Linked DNA regions of Callithrix jacchus: region 1 is linked to region 2. The links are chromatin contacts, called in public Hi-C maps. All regions are on one chromosome and are shown on one strand. Each heading gives the region's core, a stretch centred on a gene start, on an enhancer-like site or on the middle of the called end of the contact. The rest is flanking DNA. Distances are from core to core; before and after follow the strand shown.

Region 1 (6,155 bases), core at 3,431-5,930, 1.1 Mb before region 2:
ATCATTTTTAAGTGTACACTTCCGTAGTGTTGGGTATATTCACATCATCGTGCAACCAATTTTCAGAATTTTTCCATCTTGTAAAACTGAAACCCTATATCTACGAAACCCCTCCCCATTCCACATCAACCCTCTCCCATCCCCTAGCAAAGATTATGTTTTCTGTTTCTATAATTCTGACTACTCTAGATACCTCATATAAGTGGAATTGTACAGTATTTGTCCTTTTGTGACTGGCTTATTAACTTCGCATAAAGTCCTTAGGGATCATCCATGTCATACTATGTGTCAGAATCCCTTTCCCTTTTAAGGCTGAATAATCTTATTTTGTGTGTATAAACCACAATTTGTTTATCTATTCATTTGTCAATGGACATTTGGGTTGCTTCTACCTTTTGGTATTATAAATAATGTTACTATGAACATGGATGTACAAACAGCTCTTTGAGCCCTTGCTTTCAATTCTTTTGGTTACATACCTAGAAACAGAATTGCTGAATCATATGGAAGTTCTATTTTTAATCTTTTGAGAAATGTCCATACCATTTTCCAAAGCAGCTGCAAAATTTTTTATAATAGAGATGGGGTCTTGCTATGTTGCCCAGGCTGATCTCGAACTCCTGGGCTCAAGCAGTCCTCCTGCTTCAGCCTCCCAAAGTGCTGGAATTACAGATGTGAGCCCCTGTGCCTGGCCCACAACTTTACATTCTTACCCACAGTGCCCCAGAATTCTACTTTCTCCACACCCTCACCTACACTTGTTATTTCCGTTTTATTAACAGTAGCCATCCTTACGGATATGAGGTGGTGTCTTATTGTGGCTTCGATTTGCATTTTCCTAATGACTAATGATGTTGATCATCTTTTCATGTACTGTGGGCCATTTGTGTATCTTCTTTGGAGAAATGTCTACTTAAATCCTTTGCCCATTTTAAAATAGGGTTTTTTTTGGTAGTTGTTTCTGCTTAAATCTTTTATTTGCAATAAGTGAATCAAATCCTCACCCTCTTTTATTTTTACTATTCTGTCATGAGAATAGAAGTGTCATGAGAGAGATGCTTTCCTACTTAGAAATACTTAGCGATAGAATGAATGTTACTCTCAGGAAACCTTGAAGTTGGAAAGGTAGCATTTTATTATTAAACCCCAGATTACTATTGGCTGCCCAGAACTCTCCAAGAAGTTTTGATATACATGAAGTCTTTAATAAAGAGATTATTATTTATATTATTCATCTCATTCATTTCAGTTCAACAACATTGACAAAAGCATCTACTACTTAGCAGGCATTGTGCCATAAATACATGAGACTTCAAGGAAAATAGACACAAAATATTTTAACTTTTTTTTGAGACGGAGTCTTGCTCAGTCACCCAGGCTGGAGTGCAGTGGCGTGATCTCGGCTCACTGCAGCCTCCGCCTCCCAGGTTCAAGCAATTCTCCTGCCTCAGCTCCCCGAGTAGCTGGAACTACAGGCACACACCACCATGCCCGGCTAATTTTTGTATTTTTAGTAGAGACAGAATTTCATCGTGTTGGCCAGGATGGTCTTGAACTCCTGACCTTGTGATCCACCTGCCTCGGTCTCCCAAAGTGCTGGGATTACTCCCAAAGTGGGTAGCATAAGCCACCATGCCTGGCTCAACTCTTACTCTTTCTTTTGCTTATTTATTTAAGACAAGGTCTCTAGCTCTGTTCCCCAGGCTGGAGTGCAGTGGCACAGTACTAGCTCACTGCAACCTCTGCCTCCCAGGCAGAGGTTCATGCGATTCTCATGCCTCAGCCTCCCAAGCAGCTGGGATTGCATGTGTCACCATGCCTGGCTAATATTTTTATATATATTTTTTAGTAGACATGGGGTTTCACTATGTTGGCTTGGCTGGCCTCAAACTTCTGGTCTCAAGTGATCAGCCCACATCAGCCTCCCAAAATGCTGGGATTAGAGGCGTGAGCCACTGTGCCCAGCCTGTTTTAACGCCTTTGATCCAACCCATAAACTAGACTCTGGGCCACTATTTTTGGAGATGTATATATTCTTGAATGAGGAGTTAAAAACTACAGAGTTCTTCTGATCTTTCCTGCCAGGCCTTCCCCTTCTGAAGGAGAACATAGGAATCCTTAGGTAAGCCTGATCTTTGGGTTGGGCCTCTCAATTTTCCCACCGTACCCAGGTGAAACGCACCCGCCATCTGAAAAATCTAGAATTAAAAAAAATTCTTGGTAAGGTTTTGGAGCAACTCCCTATACAAGGCTATCATTTCTGCTTTTAAATAGGCTATAGTTCGTTCAGAAAAAAAAACTGGTTGCAACTTGTTAAATCATATACAAAAATCTCAATCAGTTTTAAAAATATGAACAGCAAGCCCCAGGATTTCCTATATTGGTATACGTCTTTGCCAGACAATCAGTCTCTTGTCTATACATACTCTCCATATATTTTGTGTTCTAAGTCTGAGCATAAACTGAAATTCCCAAGAAGTTATTGTATGTGAAATTATTCTTAATATCTGGAGCCTGCATTAGGAACAATGTATAATCCCATGGGCTAGGCTCTTGGCCTCACAGAGTGTTCCTCCTGGAAAGGTCCCTGAAGGTTACCTAGTCAAATCACCCTGGTGTTCCACAGGGAAACCGAAACCCAGAAAGGGGAGTCATTTTCTCAGTGGCATAAAGTCACCAGGTGCTCAGATTCTGCATAGGGCTCATTCTATGCCCTAGCTCCTTTTCCCCACAAATGCCTTTCTGTGATACTTCGTGATGCTATATTTTTCTATTTATTGAAGGTGAAAACAATCATGTTGCTGAAAATCCTTGTAATATATACTTGAGTGCCTTAAATAAAAGGCTCTGTGTTAATAAAATCTAGAGGTCAACTCAAGAAAAACTGTTGCCAGAATGAGAACCAGATGGCCAACTTCTAGAGAAAGTGCTTCCAGGCACCTCTGAGTAACTCTCCATATTTGAGAACAAAGGCCTTTCTAGAGAAGAAAAACCATTAAAGTCCTTCTTAGTCCAAGCCTGGTCAGGACCCCAGTCTAAAATTCACCCCAAATGGGTGCGGTGCTTTGTTTTGTATTAAGCAAGATTAAGTTACACTAATGTGCTTTGGATTAAGACCTTGATATCAACCCAAACACATCTAGGTCCATAGAACAACCGAAAAGTGACTTTCAAGCAGAATTTACGGTAAAAGTTTAAGCAGAAGTGACAGAGAAGAATAGAAGCCTGGATAAGCCCAGGAGAAGAGTGAGGCCCAGGCACACCCCAGAATCGTGACACTTACTGCCACCGTCCATCTGGAATCATGTGGATGACTAACAGTACAGTCTATTTTTTCAGGAAGGTTATAAAAATCTATGGGCTTCACACTGCATGTAATGTGGGTGAGGTAACAAGCTGGTGAGAATTTTTCCTTCTGCATTTCCTGATTTAGGGAAGAGTGGTGGGGTAAAAAGGTGTATTATGCTTATTACTCAATCTGTATTATTTGGTCTAGTATTGGTTGCTTGGGCAAAAGTTACTCTCCTACACTGAATATGGAACCCCCTACCAAATCTTGTTCAGGTCCTCGAAGAATCAGTGAAACCATTTTCCTTCCTGATAAATCAGATTGTCTTGTATCTAGTTGTATGGATCCATAAATTAAAATACAGAGGGTCATTTTCTCTGATCCGGAAATGCTTGGTTTGGGAGTAGTTAAAATGAAACTTCTGAAATTCTATCCTTAGTATGGACATTTAGGACCCAGGGGCTACATCCTAGAATGGAATATTGCCCTGTTTCCATAAAACAGTTCATAAACCAAAAGACACGACTGGAGTGTCTTAAACCAAGTTTAATTGTCATTCTGTTTTTATCAAAAAGTAAATAGGATTCAGCATATACGAATATATTGACTATCAGTACAACTGAGCCATACAACTGATGGTCTAAGGCTGATGACAAGAAGAAAGCTCCTAAAACAAGACTTGGGGAAGGCTGTTACCCTCCAGGAGCAAAGCAGGCTGAGGGCATTGGTGGTGCAGCAGCTGCATAAGTGGAGGGAAGTTCTGATGTATCAAGTACTAAGGAAAGCACACACAGAGTGTCTGGAAAAAATCAAAAGATGCTCGAAGGAAGTAGTCATGGATAATTCTAGAAATTTCTAGAACACCGACTGGAGGGGGTCATTGTTTACCTAAGATGAGTAAAGCCGTGTTTCTCTCCAATTTAAGACACAAGACTGGAGAGAAAGGAGTCGTAGTAAACAGTCCCTACTGGGGAGCTGGGGGTGTGATAACGAGACGTGTGAAGGGGCATTAGGGACAGTAAGAAAAGGAGAGTTGGGGTGATGATCACTGACTGAGCACTGCTATAGGAGGAGGCTCTCGCAGGGATAATCAAGCGAGAGGGGTGTAAAGTAAGGGTCAGGAATTGTAAGAGTAAAGTGTGGGAAGGGGCTGCGCAGACGTCTACAGCAAAGAAAAAGAGAAGGGACGGGGTTGGGGCGTGGCCCAGAAAAGGAACAGCTCAATAACGGGCCACCGGGTGAAAAGCAGCCGGGTGGGGAGGCGCTCTGCTGACAGCTGCTGCTCCCGCACGGCGCCCACAGGGTTAAAAACCAGGGGCCACGGGACCAGGCCGAACTCGGTTTCCAGGGCAACAGCTCCACAGTTCCGGCAGCGCAGGCCCGTACCATTGCGCGGGCGCGGGGGAGCGGGAGCGGCGGAGGGGACGCGCCGCAGGGCGGCGGAGCCGGGGCCGGCCCGGACGCTACCAAACGCGCGGCCCGCCTGCTCGCCCGGCGTTTGCGCCGAGCCGCGCTCCGGCCGGGCGGCCGCGGCGTCCTCGGTGCGGGGGCCGGCAGCTCCCAAGTGGCCACGGACGGCGGGGGAGAAGGAACACGCGTCGCCGGCCGGGATTGGCCTCCTGGTCCCCCCGCCTGGGCGGCGGAGTGCGGGCGGCCCGGGGCTGGGAGGTTTGAAAAGCGGGCGAGAGACAAAGGCAGCAGGAAGCCTCCTCGGCGCCCGGAGTCCGTGCGCCCGGCCCCGGGGCCCCCTCGCCGCCCGCCGGCCCGCGGAGCAGCGGCGGCGGCAGGAGGCGGAGGATGCGGCAGGGGGCGTGGGCGCGGCGGCGCGGGCGGAGCGGCGCGGCCCGGGCGCGGCGTGGGTAGAGCCGAGGCGGCGGCGGCGGCCGGCCTCCGGGAGCGAGAGCAAGGCGCCTTCCCCGCCCGGGATGTGAACGCCGCTCTGAGCCCGGGGCGGGGGAGGGCCGGGCCGGAGGCGCAGTCGGCAGGAAGGAAGGACGGACGGACCAGGAGGAGGAGCGGCGGCGGCGGCCGGAGCCGGAAGGCGGGGAGGGGCCGGCCGTTGGGCCCGAGGCGGCGGCAGCGGCTGGGGAGAAGCGCTCTCGTCGCCTGCCGGGGGCCAGAGCGGTGGGGCCCGCGCCTCCTCCCCCCAGCGCCGCGGAGGGGGGAGGAGGAAGATGGAGACCCATATATCGTGCCTGTTCCCCGAGCTGCTGGCCATGATCTTCGGCTACCTGGACGTCCGGGACAAGGGGCGCGCGGCGCAGGTGTGCACGGCCTGGCGGGACGCCGCCTACCACAAGTCGGTGTGGCGGGGGGTGGAGGCCAAGCTGCACCTGCGCCGGGCCAACCCGTCGCTGTTCCCCAGCCTGCAGGCCCGGGGCATCCGCCGAGTGCAGATCCTGAGCCTCCGCCGCAGCCTCAGCTACGTGATCCAGGGCATGGCCAACATCGAGAGCCTCAACCTCAGCGGCTGCTACAACCTCACCGACAACGGGCTGGGCCATGCGTTTGTGCAGGAGATCGGCTCCCTGCGTGCTCTCAACCTGAGTCTCTGCAAGCAGATCACTGACAGCAGCCTTGGCCGCATAGCCCAGTACCTCAAGGGTCTGGAGGTGCTGGAGCTGGGAGGTTGCAGCAACATTACCAATACCGGCCTTCTGCTTATCGCCTGGGGTCTACAGCGCCTCAAGAGCCTTAACCTCCGCAGCTGCCGCCACCTTTCGGATGTGGGCATCGGGCACCTGGCTGGCATGACGCGTAGCGCGGCGGAGGGCTGCCTGGGCCTGGAGCAGCTCACGCTGCAGGACTGCCAGAAGCTCACAGATTTGTCTCTAAAGCACATCTCCCGAGGGCTGACGGGCCTGAG
Region 2 (5,734 bases), core at 3,132-5,631:
AGAGATTGGCTGGGGGGGCTTGGGGAATGCGTCTGAGAACCTCCATGGCAAAGTGGGCATAGAGCAAAGAGCCGGCCAGATGGGTCTGGAAGCTCCAGGACAAGCCGCTGATTGGGGAAGTTCTCTTGTTTAGGGTGGATATTGAAAGGGAGCAGATCGATTCTTTGGATATTTCTGTGTGTGGGTAAATCCACGATTAACTTTGAACCCCGAGATAACAATCTTTACTGAAAACCCTGACAAAGTGACCTCTTGCAGGGGAGGTGGGAAATGCTTCCTAAGAGAGAGCAAGGAGGCTGGGTGGCGGCTCACGCCTGTAGTCCCAGCACTTTGGGAGACTGAGGAGGCAGGATCGCTTGAGCCCAGGAGGTCGAGGCTGCAGTAAGCTATGATTGAGCCATTACACTCCAGCCTGGGCGACAGAGCAAGACCCTGTCTCAAAAAAACAGTAATAACTAAAATAAATAAAAAAGCAAGCAGGACCCTCTGGGTTCCTATTTCAACACTCGTGCTTTCCCGTCCCTCCCTACACATAGCTTGTTTGTAATCTATGGCACCTTTTCGTTGGCGGGAAGCCCGTCCGTGTCCTCTATCACAAAGGGGTCAAAGCCCCGGGTGTGCCCGCGCGGGCCGGTAGAGGTGGCCTGGGGCCTTGCCACGCTGTTTCCTGGCGCCCCCTGGTGGACAACAGCCGCGCTACATGCCTTCCCAGGAGGCCTCTCCCCATGTGGCCTCTGGATGCTGCCGCTTTAGGTCTCAGTTTGCAGCCTCGGGCAAGGGCTGGAACTCTCAGTGAGACTGCTCCCAGGGCTCAGAGGACGTTTCTGGACCAGTTACTTATTATTGCTGGAATAACACGCAAAAGACACCCCACCCTGACGTGGATTAGAGACTGTTGATTTTTAAGGGCGAGATCACAGCTCTTGGCAGGGTAAGGCTGCAGGCAGGGAGCCTGCATGTGGCCTGCCCCAGACAGAAGGCTTCAGGGGTTTGGGCTTTTACAGCTTTTGGCCTGAAGACCAGCTGCAGCTTCCAGCCCCAGTCATTGATTCCCTGAGGCTCCCTCAGGACTGCCGAGCAAAGGCAGGATCCAGGGAAGAAAGGGCTCTCCCTGCAGAGGAGGCGTGTATTAGAAGAGCAAAGATTCACTAGCCAAACTCCACTCCCCACCCAGATGCCACTGTGCCTGAAGCCCTACCCTTAAAGATCCTTATTTTTGCCTTTTTTGAAAAAACTCTCTCATAAAAAATTCAGTGTGATCATCATTCATTATGTACCTAATGTGGGCAAGGTGCTGAGCTAGGCTCTGTGGGGACCCAGGCCTGTGGAATATGGGGGCCATGTGCTAAAGTGGACAGCAGAAGGAGCCATCTCAAGAGGTCTCAACAATGCCGAAGGCCAGCACAGGCCAGGAAGCAGGCGATCTTCATTCTGGGTGGAGTGCACTTGGGGACAGGGTCTAGAAAGGAGGGGAGGCTTTCCCTTGGGGGAGCATGGTGAAGAAAGAAAGGCTTTAGTCCTGGAGCAGAGCAGGAGCTGCTGGGAAGGGTGGGGTGCATTAGGGAACAGTGAGTAATCTGGTGTGGCCCTGCGCGTCTGAGCATCACAGAGCCTGGCACGGGGTTCCTCTCCAGGGGTGGGAGGAGGAGCTGGGGACCGGGCTAGAGACGTGGGTGGGGGCCCAGGGGAGAGGACTGCACTTGAGTACAATGATCCTGGATACCCAATGCAGGGGGCCTGTGTGAGCATTTCCCTTCCTGCGTCTGCGGCAGCTCGAAGGTGAGAGCCAGCAGGAGTGAGGAGAGAGGCTGCCGGATGGGTACAGGAGGCATTTCAAACACAATGGCAGTTGTTAGGACCATACATGGTGCCTACTTTGAAATTGGGGCTGGGACGAACCCTGAGTCACAACACAGTATCTAAAATGCCTCTAGGCCCATAGGTGGAAGCATAATCCTGTGTGGGAGAGATTTCCCTCCTCATGCGATATTTGTTTAATACCTCACAGTTTGCAACGCATATTCACCCACATTATCCCATTGATCTTTCTACCAGCCCTTTGTGCTAGACAGGGCAGATATTATCCCACTTCAGAGAAGGACCAGCTAGGGTCTGGGTGACATGAAGTCGTACGTTCAGTTTTGTTTTAACGTGTTTATTTTAAACACTGGCCTTTTGGGTGGGTATGTCTTGGTCTGTTTTGTGTTGCTGGAACAGAATAACAGAGACCGGGTAATTTATAAACAATAGAAATTTATTTGGCTCCTGGTCTGGAGACTGGGAAGTCCAAGAACATTGCACTGGCATCTGGTGAGGGCCTTCGTGCCGCATCCTTCCATGGTAGAAGGTGGCGGGCCAGAGAGCTTGCAAGCGCAAGAGAGAGGAAGGGAGCCACGCCCACCTTGTGTATCAGGAACCCACTCCTGAGATAACTTGACTCACTGCCGTGATAATGGCATCATTCAAAAATAAGGGCAAAGCCCTTATGACCTAGTCACCTCTTAGAGTTCCCACCTCTCAACACTATTACAGTAGGGATTAATTTTCCAACCCATAAACTTTAGGACACATTCAGACCAAACTGTGCTGTGTGATCTTGGGCAAGCTACATAGGCTTTCTGGGCTTCCATATTCTCAACTGCAGTGATGATGCCCCCACCTACTTTGCAGAACCGTTTGAGAGGACTGCACAAGGTGACTCATGTCCTGTGTTTAACCCTGTGCCAGGCACAGGAGTGTCTTCTGTAAGTGGGAACCATCATCGTTCCAGTGCACTGAGAGCCCACTATGTGTGCGCGCAGTAGGACAGGCCCAGGCACCCTTCCCAACTGGATTCTGATGAGGACTGACACCGGATTAAAAGCTTGCTTAAGTCCCTTCCTTTGAACGAATCACTCTTCCGGGGCTGAGACCCACCCTTTCCCTTTGTGAGAAATCAGCTACCAGAAGCCTAAGTCTGGACCGTCTCCTTCTCAGGGGAGGCCTGGCTTTCCTGGGCAGGCGGTCATTTTGAAGCCAACACAAGGGCCCCAGGCCCCTGTTCTTCTGGGCCTGTCCAGTGTGTGGTCTGAGTGTGAGCTCGCCACAAAGGAAGGCTGCCATGTGGGTCTTCTCAGGGCTGGCAGGAATGACAGGGGAGGGTCACCCGTATCCTGCAGCGGCCTCTCTGCTATGGCCTCAGCGTCCGGATTCTCCACTCAGAGCCTCCACTTCCTCATCCCTAGATCAGTCTGTGCTGGGAAGGACCCAAGGAAGCCTGTGTTCCAGTCCCTTCAATCTCGCAGATAAGCAAAGGAGCTTAATGCGTGGGCCTGCTTGCTCACTCCTGAAAGCAGAGCTGGACTGTCGTCAAGGTGCTGTTGGTGTCACCCGGAGGGTGTCACCCGGAAGGAGAGCTACACCCTCCCATGGGACGCACACGGCCTGCCCTAGGCCCCAGGGCCTAACCACAGTGAGCTGTGGCTCCTGGCTTTTTGGTAGGGCAGTCACTTACCCCCCTCAGCCCTCCCGCTGGGAGAATGGCCCTGTAATCTTGTGTCCAAGAAAGAGCAGAACGATCTGTTGTACCTTAAGGCCCCCACTGGCAGTAATGTCAATAAACAAGGTAAAAACATGTTTACTTTTCTGTTAAGAAAAGGCATTCTTTTCCTATCCAACCCCAGTTTTGTAAAGAAACAAAACTATGGGCCAACAAGGATTAAAGGATAAACGGCCGTCTGGCAGAACAATGAAGCAATCCTTGACTTCAAGGGATGGAATAGCACCAGCGTTGGGAGCTGGGACTTGGCAAGGGGCCAGACTGAGCTGGAACCAGAGAGGAGGATGCCGAATAGGGAGGGAAATGACTCTGCTGGGCAGACCCAGGAGTGGGGCAAACGGGGGACTGCTGGGTCTGTGGTGTCTCCTACCCGCTGCCTCATCCCCTGCCAATCACCAAACCCACGTCCTCTTGTGGCCAAAGGCCTAGAGCTGTACAGATCAGACTCTGGATCTACTCTCACCCCCTCGCACCCCTCCCGCCCCAGCTTCATGACGCCCCAAATTCCCCTTCTGTCCGGGTGTCATTGGTTGGCTGGATTTTGATGGGCAGCCTTTCCCCAGGCAACCACCCCTTGAACAAGGACTCTGGGAACCCAAAGCAATGAGTCTTGGGCAGTGTCCTGCCGCCCGTAAGTGGCAGGGGAGGGGCGAGCAGGGCAGGGCAGAATGAGACCTCAGTAAGACACTGAGCCAGCCTCGTTGAGAGAGGGATCTCACGCTGGGAGCATGGGAACCGCTTGGATTCTGTCCTTTCTTCTGGGGAGGAGCAAAGCGTCGTTCTGTCTGTCCGTGGCCTCTGCCCTCCAGTATTATAGGTGTGGAAAGTGACCACCAAGGTGCCAAGCCCAGAGGCAGAGCTGGTCCTAGGAATCGGGAGTCCCAGCCTGCCGGCCCCTGCTCTTCCAGGATCAACTCAAAAGGGGCGGGGAGCGGGCGGAGCGCTGCGCGCTTGTGGCGGGTGGAGGCCGCCAGCGCACCCGGGCCAGCTCTGCAGGGAGGGCGCAGAAGCCAGGGTCAGGGCCAGGACAAGGGGAGGGAGGCAAGCGAGAGCCGGCGGCGAAGAGTCCGGTGAAACGGGAATGACTCATGCTGGGAGGCTGTGCTCCCCTGTCCTTCCCACATTCCCGGGTCTCTGTTCTGGACCCGCCTGGGCCTGGCCTTAAAGGGCCAGCTCATCTGAGCAGGAGCCGGGGCCACCCTACTGCGCTCCCCACTCCTCCATCATCTGACCCCTGTGGGGTTGCTCTCAATCCCTGGGTTGTGGGCGACAAGGATGGCCCCCTGCAGGATTTAGGGCTTTGTCTGATTCAGTCCTCCCACTGTAAGGGAGCCCGCAGGCCATTTCCTCCATCCCCCTGCCCCTGAGCAGGGCTGCACCTAAACTGGCCACAAGGATTAGGAAATCTTTCCCTGCTTTTAAAGATGTCGCACTAAGGGGGCCCCTTTCCAGGCACCTTCGACCCTTTCCCTCCGCGGTCCCCTGGGCTGCAGGTTGTGCCGAAGGCCCCTCCCCTCTCCGTCTCCCCACCCCAAGCTGGCCCCATTTCAGCTTCGGTTGATTCCCGAACTCTGACTTGACACACGTGTTTGGTGGGTTTTAGGTCGGCCCATACAGACTTGTGGGCCAGGCTCCCGGTCCGGGCCTCGGATGGGTCCAGGTTTCACACAAATCCCGTCCTGCGCGTGGGTTCCTCGGGGTGGAAACGCCATGCGGCAGCTGCGGTGCCCGAGGCCCTTCTCTGGACCCTGCGCGCCACCGTGTGGACGCTCTGGAGAACTGGCGCCTGCGGGGATGCCCTGCAGAGATCCCGCCCAGCACCCGCAGTTCAAGGCAGTACTGAATCGGCTCTACATTTAGAGAGGAAAGGATGAGGGCACCCCCTAAGCGCACTGCGAGTCCCACATCGTCTGTGAAACGATAGCTCTAAATTACTAACAAAAGCCAAGCAGCTCTGTTAAAATTTACATAGCAATACTTTTCATTGAGGCTTGGGAAGACCTCCAAGTTCCCCAAGTATTCTCCCCTTCCACCCACTGCCACCTCTTCCCGCACTATTTGGTCAGTGCTCAAAACATACCACTGGAGGTCTGGGTTTAAGGTTCTGTCCACTGTTAACAAATTTTCAGGGAACGGAGTCTTTTTCCCTCGAAGCTAGACCAGTTCATCAGAGGTTGAACTGAAGCTGAGGATGGA

The links. Hi-C and Micro-C count contacts between places; a contact is called where the count stands out from the background.
Region 1: a Hi-C map of skeletal muscle shows a contact between it and region 2, with 5 times the contacts expected there. The contact joins the promoter of FBXL14 here to the enhancer-like site in region 2. A contact is called at or near these places in 2 of 3 Hi-C or Micro-C datasets (both in skeletal muscle).

What each region holds. Positions count from the first base shown.
Region 1 is chr9:14,834,724-14,840,878 of calJac240_pri, reverse strand. FBXL14 (F-box and leucine rich repeat protein 14) reads left to right here and starts at 4,680. Exons shown (of 2, transcript XM_009003401.5): 1 at 4,680-6,155. The coding sequence starts at 5,464. All of the region lies in intron 1 of WNT5B (Wnt family member 5B), which reads right to left.
Region 2 is chr9:13,740,543-13,746,276 of calJac240_pri, reverse strand. All of the region lies in intron 3 of NINJ2 (ninjurin 2), which reads left to right. Among named protein-coding and RNA genes, the nearest start is that of NINJ2, 96 kb to the left of the region's middle. Within about 2 kb of position 4,381, at least 11 of the 16 cell types and tissues checked have an H3K27ac peak or open chromatin away from gene starts, as enhancers often do. A contact at or near this core is called in skeletal muscle, where this site is marked.